Regions from separate parts of the Mus musculus genome. Here regions 1 and 2 are each linked to region 3. Evidence: chromatin contacts called from public HiChIP or PLAC-seq data. All regions are on one chromosome and are shown on one strand. The core of a region is the stretch at or near the end of the contact, and the rest is flanking DNA. Distances in the headings are between cores, read along the strand shown.

The links. HiChIP or PLAC-seq counts read pairs in DNA pulled down with a chosen protein or histone mark.
Region 1: a contact with region 3 is called in a FOXA1 HiChIP or PLAC-seq map of pancreatic cancer cells. The contact joins two enhancer-like sites. A contact is called at or near these places in 1 of 15 datasets of contacts at CTCF or cohesin (the NIH/3T3 cell line), 5 of 484 Hi-C or Micro-C datasets (bone marrow-derived macrophages, liver, nephron progenitors and 1 more) and 1 of 115 datasets of contacts at active chromatin or transcription factors (pancreatic cancer cells).
Region 2: an HNF4G HiChIP or PLAC-seq map of pancreatic cancer cells shows a contact between it and region 3. The contact joins two enhancer-like sites. A contact is called at or near these places in 6 of 484 Hi-C or Micro-C datasets (all in liver) and 3 of 115 datasets of contacts at active chromatin or transcription factors (liver and pancreatic cancer cells).

The regions. Positions count from the first base shown.
Region 1 is chr16:24,312,342-24,315,041 of GRCm38.p6, forward strand. No RefSeq gene overlaps it. Among named protein-coding and RNA genes, the nearest start is that of Gm38456, 17 kb to the left of the region's middle. Within about 2 kb of position 1,375, at least 54 of the 459 cell types and tissues checked have an H3K27ac peak or open chromatin away from gene starts, as enhancers often do. A contact at or near this core is called in pancreatic cancer cells, where this site is marked.
Region 2 is chr16:24,237,117-24,239,816 of GRCm38.p6, forward strand. The region is part of intron 1 of Gm31814 (a long non-coding RNA gene); the gene reads right to left. Among named protein-coding and RNA genes, the nearest start is that of Gm31814, 25 kb to the right of the region's middle. Within about 2 kb of position 1,280, at least 143 of the 459 cell types and tissues checked have an H3K27ac peak or open chromatin away from gene starts, as enhancers often do. A contact at or near this core is called in pancreatic cancer cells, where this site is marked.
Region 3 is chr16:24,093,590-24,096,289 of GRCm38.p6, forward strand. No RefSeq gene overlaps it. Among named protein-coding and RNA genes, the nearest start is that of Gm31583, 4.9 kb to the left of the region's middle. Within about 2 kb of position 1,347, at least 33 of the 459 cell types and tissues checked have an H3K27ac peak or open chromatin away from gene starts, as enhancers often do. A contact at or near this core is called in pancreatic cancer cells, where this site is marked.

The sequences.
Region 1 (2,700 bases), core at 125-2,624, 220 kb after region 3:
ACTTTTGGGATAGCATTGGAAATGTAATTGAGGAAAATATGTAATAAAAAATATTAAAAAAAAAACCTCAGAAGCAAAAAAGTCCCAATGCAAAAATAAAGTGATTATAATAGTCTATTTTAAAAGTGAAAAAAAAAAAAAAGACTTGTGACCTGGTAGAGGATTAGTGCCACCTTGCCATTTGCTAACTCTTGTACTTCTGTGATGTGATCTTTGCATTTGTTGGACATCTCAACTAGTTGGATTTGGAGATTTTCTTATTGAGGAACCTACTCTTGAGGGCTCACTCTCCAGCACCAGTCAGTGTGAGGAAAGCAAACTGTTAGAATAGCATCACAATCAAATGGTACAAGAAATAGGAATATACTTAATTAATTAATGTTCATTGACCTCACCAAGAACCATAGGTCAGACAATGGAACCACTAACGTAGATAGTGTGCTAGCCCTTCTCAGGAGCCATAGGGATGGAGCGTTGGCTGATGAGGTCATTCTTTGGCTCTGCACTCTTGGGGTATCACATCACTACTCTGGAACTCTTCCGGAGCACTTCCTCTTTCTCCTTTTGAAATATAGTGTATTTTTTTCATGTTTTGGTTTTTCCTCGCTAGGTTACATGGAGGCACTGCCTAGTCTACTATCTTCCCCGGAAGCCTTCTACATCCATTTTCATAAGACTCCCTTAACAGCCTTTAGAAGCATGATAGACAGAGCTTTATGAGTCCCTGTTCATAAAAATGCCCCCCAGATAAAGTAACTGAGGCTTTTAGACAGGGGACAACCTGGCCCCTAATCCTGATCTCAGTGGAGAGCTAGAACAATCAGAACCTATTCTGCCTCACTGGTGGCCAACATTCTCTTGGCCCATGGTCAGCCCTGATCCACCACTAGCACCAGTGAACGATGAGACACCAGGGCCTTTTTGTGAGTGAATAGGGGGCTGAGCTGTGAAATTATGACCTCATGCCCAGCATTCAGTAAAGCTACTTCTTTTTTTTTTTTTTTTTTTTAGCTACTTCTTTTTGAAACCTCTGCTATTAGTAAAACTGATTGAAGGTGACGCTGTAAAAAAAAAAATACACACCAGTAATTAAATAACAAATAAACACAACAGCTGTCATACACACTAATAGTTCACACATACTGGTTTTACTTCATCCATGGTGCTAAAACAGTGGGCATGAGACCACATGTATGCCTTCACCCTTTTCTGTTGAGCTTGTATTCAAATAGGGAAAATACAGTCTTGCAGACAAATAACTGCTCACATACAACAACAACAGCTGAAGTACAGATAGGTACAAAGTGCTCTGGAAGCCCAGAGGAGGATATGAATAAGCCTCCTTACCTCGTGATCAAGTCTGCTGCCCTCTGGGCTGGGAGCTTCCCAAGGGTAGCAGGGACTGGCATGACTCATCATGATCAAACATAACACAAGGCACATCTGAGATCACCTGCTAACGCTCACTGAATAAACTCTCCGGGAGGGGGCCAGAAAGCACCTGCAGTGCAGCTACCCTGGGCCACATCACTTCATGACCCCCTCCCGGAGAGTTTATTCAGCCAGCATTAGCAGGTGATCTCCGATGTTCCTTGCTTACTGGACTGAGTTAGCAGATCTCCTCAAGTCCACCGTCCTGTGACAAGGACCCCAGCCATCAAGGCTTTAGTTTGAGATCAGAATCAACTGGCCTGGAGGCCTCTCTCACCTGCCACAGTTATCTTGAAAGGCAGAGTGAGATCAAGGCTCTGAGATCCATGGTCACAGCAGGCCAGCTGGCAGGCCAGCTCATCCATCAGGACTCCAGCACCTCACCTTGAACAAGGAAGATAAGAGAATAAAATAACACCTGACACAGCCTTATCATCTGATAATACAACTTCAGTTTTTCCATTAAAGTAACTGAGAGCCTTAGTCCTGCACTTCGTCTGATAAAGAGATCACAGGAAACAAAGCTATTAATTTTTATCTCTGCTCTGCAATAGCAGATTTGAGTGAATTCAATATATCCAACGGGGGAAGTACTTTTTCTAACACTACAACTCGATTAACTTGGGTTTTTTTTCCTGCTTGCTTGTATTTTTCATAATTTTTTTTTTTTGCTCAAAATCTCTAATTGCAGATGTATTAAATGCAGTGGATCTGATGTATTAAATGCAGTGGATCTGACTGTGCTATCACCAGCACACACACACACACACACACACACACACACACACACACATATAATATTTCTGTTCTCCATGCTCTAACCCTGTACTGGTGTACTGGGGAGTGTTATATGGTACAATATAAGGAACTTGAAAGGTTACTTACTTCAGTAATTAACTGAATTAACACTAATCAGAGCTCAGTAGTTCCACCTTTACAATGAGGAGCCGGACTGGTGTTCAATATAATCACACAGCCTCTATGCCTTAGGACCCCGGGACTGAGTAGGTCAATGAGTAGGTCAGGTGAGATAAGAAGGAAAGTCTCTCACAGGAACTGAAAGATAGCAATAGAATCAAACAACCCTGGAGCCTTAGGGTCTGAATGCTGGCCTTTCCTGCCAGACGAGAGGTATAGAAGACCACGTGAATCTATGACTCCTAGGGCCCCGAAATCCCACACACCATGGCCCCGAACCAACTTCCATGCCATAGATTATCTCCTCCCTGGCTGCCCATACCTAGAACAGATCACAGCTCTATGACATGC
Region 2 (2,700 bases), core at 30-2,529, 140 kb after region 3:
CACTCTTCAGCTCTTGGCTCATGACCAGACTCTTCCTCCTACTGTGACACAGGAATGTCCAAGCACCTTAGACTGGACTTTCAGGTGACTCCTTACTATAGGCCAAAGTCCAGGCGTGAGCTGTGTCCGGTCCAGATGAAAGTGTGCCATTCTTCCAGGACTGGCTTTCTATTTCTTGCTTTACCTTCCCAATGGTCTCTTCATGCCTTTGCTCCCAGCCTTCCAAAGTCCAAGTGCACATATTAAACTTCCTTCATTTCTCTTCCTATCTGTCTAACTAGAGGTAACTTCAGAGTAGTTAAATTCCTCCATTACTGAATGTCTGCTTTCTAATCCATGTAACAGCCAAAGAGACATGATTTTATAACACTTACCGTTTTAAACTTTGGTTAACTCACACAGGCCTTTATTATCAGATGGCTTTCTCTTCATCTAAATCAGCCATCTCCTGCAGCAGGAGGAGATCAGATAACAGAACACAGCAGACCTCAGAAAGGGCTGCCCAGTGCTGATTGCTCGGTGCCGAGCTTAAGAAGTCCCTGTATTCATCAGCTGGCTAGCAGATTAATTTTTTTTATTTTATACACATGTGATAATAATGTAACTTGAACATCTGTTGTGTTTAGATACAGTAACTACATGACCATTTTCAATGAGGCCTCTCAGGAAAAAAAGAAAAGATCTTAGCTTGCCACTGACTGTCTTGTAATACTGGCTGGCTCAATCCATGTCTGTTTGGCTTCATGGTGAGTAAAGCCACTGACTGACCTTCTTCTGTGTGCAACTCAAGAAACATAAGTTAAGTAGGACTACAAGAGTTGGCTAAGGGAGCTCAAAAATCTCCGTCAAAGTAACTGGGGCTACTTAGGAGGAATCAGGTAGCTGCTGGAGCTGGTAAGTGTACGCAAATGCTCACATATTTGGAAACACCCCTACTAAAAGGAATAGTAATAAATAGAAGGAAGCAGAGCGGGCCTCATATAGCAGAACAGCTGTGCAGAGCTCAAGGGGAGGTAGGATTTCAGTGGGCCAACACGGGCTCAGGGGCCAGTTCAGGCAGGGAACATGAGGAGCCATGGCACAGAGTGGGAAATACAAGGTGCCCAGGGAGAGCTGGGCATGCTCATTGGTGGCTTCAGCTGGTGGAGCAAGCAGGAAGCAAGGGAGATGGGCTGGAAAGGTATTGTAAGGTCAGAGCAGAAAGGCCCAGAGAGGCATGGTGAGGAGCTGGGCCAGGGAAAGTGATCTCACTGGCTAAGCTTGAGGGGGCCTGCCCCTCCTCAGACGGCCTGGGTGCAGGCCCAGAGCAGGACATGTGGCAGCAACTGGCAGGGAGGGTGCTGGCAGCTCCACCAAGCTTGTTTCTTCACCAGGAAACAAGGTTTCCTGTAACTTAGACCCATGAATCAGCATTTCCTCTGTCAATAATACACAGCAAGAGACGCACCAGCACGGAGCTTGAGGGGAATGGAAGAAAGCAAGGAATATTCCATGACATAGCTGGCCTCTGCTCCCGTTCCCTCCTGATACGCTCGCAAATAGCACTCACATTGCCTAAGATCCTTTTCTTAGCTCAGTCCCCCCGTGAAGACTAAGTTGCACACAACACCTGCCTCTCTTATCCCATTAGATGTTTCCATCATCATTGGAAGCCACTCGTCCAGTCCTTTACTGGTGTGCAACAGTGAACCACGCATGGGTGACTTGCCTTGGAGTCGACTCCATGTTGAAGTGCTATCGAATTAACCCAATAATTCCACAAGGTCCACAGGGAGCGTGCAAGCTACTTCACTAGTAGAGACACGGAGGAGAAATGCTGGCCTGTCAGCTGTTTACAAGAAGCCAGACCTGATCTGGTGCCTCAAACACAGTACAGGGGACACAGAATCTAGAGCAGTGAGGCTATCTATAAAACACTTAATACCTTTATCGCAAGTATAGTTAGTGATGGCGATTGAACTGATAAAATATTTAATGAACTTAATTTCTAGTAGTAAAATAGTACGCGTACATATTTTGTCGATCACTAGAAAGAATCATATCTGCTCTCTTACTCCATTTATCATGCCAGACTCTGTCCTAAATAGACAAATAGCCCTGCCCTCCATAAAGCTTATGTTCTGGTTTCCTACCGTGCAGACAATGAACAAGAGGAGAGTAAGCTGCAGGGTTACACGTGTGTAGATCAGCAGAGAGCAGAGAGAAGAAGAGGAGTGTGCAGCATCTTTACACGGCCTGTAGAGGGACGGTGCCTTTGAAAACGTGTTTGTTAAAGCAAGCTCCCGAAAGTCAAAGAAGACGTGTGGCCATGTGGGGCAATGGGAGTCAGCACCAGAAACACTATGCAGGTGGCCTGAGACAGTACCCATTGGAATGTCCAAAAAAAGAAAAAAATGTCAAGAAATCAAGAATGACCAGCATGGAGAGAGAACGGGGGAAGGTTAAGGAGGCAGAGCAGAGTGGGAGTCGTGAGTCAACTTAGAGAAGTGCTATCACCTACTTAAATTTAAATAATGAAAGATGAAATAAGTCAAGAACAGCAGATGGAAAACAACCACCACAAAAATATAGGAAGGACACTTAGAATTGGCAAAGAAGACAGGAAAAGGAAAGGCAAGGGTGGTATGGAAAGAAAGAAGAAATGCAGTAGCTGCCTTCCACTCTCTGACCCCCTAGTCCAGATTTGCAACTCTGTTGCGG
Region 3 (2,700 bases), core at 97-2,596:
CTTAACTTCACAAACAGAAATAGTGGGATCGCTTTAAGGAAGCGAGTGGGAGTCCACAGGACCGAGAGAGATATGGGGATTAAAAACGGGCGACTATGAAAGATGAGTTCAGCCATCCCTCATGGAGCCACAGTTCTGAGCAAAATAGGCCCCTCACCAGCATGGGGAGGGGCAGGCTGGGAAGCCCAGTGAGAAGAACCCCCAAAAGCCTGGGAGCCCGGACATGTGCTTCTGGGCCAAGCCCGCCCTTGTTTGCCCAGCCACCCTGAGCCTCCTGTCACTGTGGTTTGAAATCAAAACATCCATTCTTCCACAAGGTCATGAGCGCTCAAGAGTCTTACTGCCTCTGAAGACAACCATTTCTGTCTGGGTGAGTTCTATTTATCAGAAATGTTTCAAAAGCATGCTAATAGCATCCTTAATTGCACACGCCTCAGTGTTCTTGCTGGCTAGCTGATCAGCTATTTGGGACCTGGTTACTGTGCAGTAGGTAATTCCCTGGAGAATTACTGTCCCCACAAGTCTCTGCTGTCTGTTGTACTGCAAAGAAGGCTGGTCCTCTACCCAGTCCTCAGCCTCTCGGCTCACATACCTAGCTCACATTAATCACTCAGAAAGCACATTGGTAACTTACTGCTTAAAAAAGAATGTGGATTTTGGGGTATTTTTTCCCTCTTCTTTAATCAAGGGAGTGTTGCTCACTATTTACTTTATGAGACAGTTGCACACAAATGATTGGGATTAAGTACTGGCTTGACTGAAGTCTTGGTTTTGGCTCACTCAGAAGTGATGCAACCCAAATCCAGTTATTTGCCCTCTCCAGGTCTGTTTCCTGGTACAAAAAAAATTAATAATATTTACTTTATGGACTATTGAGAGAATTAAATTAGGTGGCTTGTCCCATGGGAAGTACCATTAAGTAATTAAGAAGACATCTTTTCTCCACAGTTCAACCTTATCCACAGTCCGAGTCCTCTTTGGTACCGCTGACCATCTTATTGGTCTCAGTTCTGTCCTCGGAGACCATGCAAAGTAGGCCAAAATCCTCTTTCCACTTGGCCGTCTTTCAAGTATTTCCATTTGACCACAAGCTCCATACATGGCAAAGGACCTCTCCCGAGAAATTGAGGTGGGAAGAAAAAAGTGTATTCAGGACTTCACCACAATCTGGAGAGAGAACCAAGGAATCCCAACTTCTGCCCTGGAGTGACTGACCACTTCACACCTACCTCCAAGAACAGAGGGGCCAGCCAGAGCTCTTAGAAAATGGCACTGTGGTAGCACATGGCACCGAAGTGCTGACACATGGCTCTTTGATGTGGGCCTTAGCTCATGATGTTGCTTTATTTCCTTAAGTTCGAAGATAAGCATGGGCCACTAGAACCACTTCAGTGAGGAGCAGAGCGAGCTGCCCCGAAGGCTTTTAGGAATTTTCCCACAGAAGTATTGCAGCCAATTGTGCAAACTTGAAAATGGTTTCATGCAAATCTATTTTGCAAATACGTACAATCTTTTTCTGAATTGTTTTTATAACCCCACATCTCTGCACTATCGAAACCCTCAGATACCTGGTTTCTTCTCTCAGGTGGAAGCAATTTCTGAAGCAAGAGAGGGCTTGACTCAATAACTGAAGACTTGGACAAACTGCTCTATGTGTTAAACGGGCACTGTAAGAAACCTATTTGCTACCCTTCTGCCTGCTTGGGATGTGAGCACTCTGTGATCCCTGGTTTAGAAGTGTGACTGACGGACAATTGGAAAATCCCTTTAACTATGTGGTCCTGTAACTTGTCCCACAGGGAACCTTCTTAGCTCTAGGTGATCTTGAAGCTTGAGCTCCTACCAGGAGTTAGTAGCTTATAGGGGTCAGGGAGGGGACCTTGGCAAGATTCCTCCACTAGGATACTAAGTAGACTCAAAGTTTTCAAGGTTACTTTGAAACCAAGAAGCACTACTTTCCCATCTATATTTATTCTAATGGTGAGGTAGCTTCTGGTGAGAATTTGATTAAACAGTGCACTGAAGGCTGCCGTTCACTGTTATGTCTTGATCAAAATTTCAGGGATGTATTATGTTATTTCCTGTGTGAGACTGGAGAAACCTCCCCTCCATGACTGACAGCCTGGTAGGACAAGCTAAGACTTTAATTTTGACCTCCTGTCAGTCTCAGGGCAGGGCTCAGTCTATTACCATGATGACTAGATCAGAAAGTTGACCTTATTAGTCATTCTTCTCTGTCTATAGACAGTCCCAGGCAATGTTTACGATATGACTTCTAAGAGACTAGGAGTCTATCCATTCCACTTTCTGTACCTGGAGCAGCTAGAGTTCAGAGCCCTCTGTCTCCAGTGATAAGTAGTCTTCTCTCCATGCCCCAGGATAATAACGCTGTGGCTTGATCTGTGCACTGGAAAGCACCGAGCTTCACGGTGAATCTTAAGTCTTTCAAAATATACAGTGTTATTTTAAAATTATGGGGACAATAAAAACTAGCCAGCCTTTGGTTGTGCCAATTTTGTCCCTAAGGTCACACTTATGTGTGGAACCCCCTCCTTGTGACCTGGTGCCATGACTCTGCCTGTCTCCATTTCTCCGTCTAGAGAAGAGAATCTGTAACTTCAAAGACTTAGGCAAGCCCCAAGTACTCTCCCACAGAAACTGGGTGAAAGGCTTTGACTGCTCTGCCCCAATCCCACAACT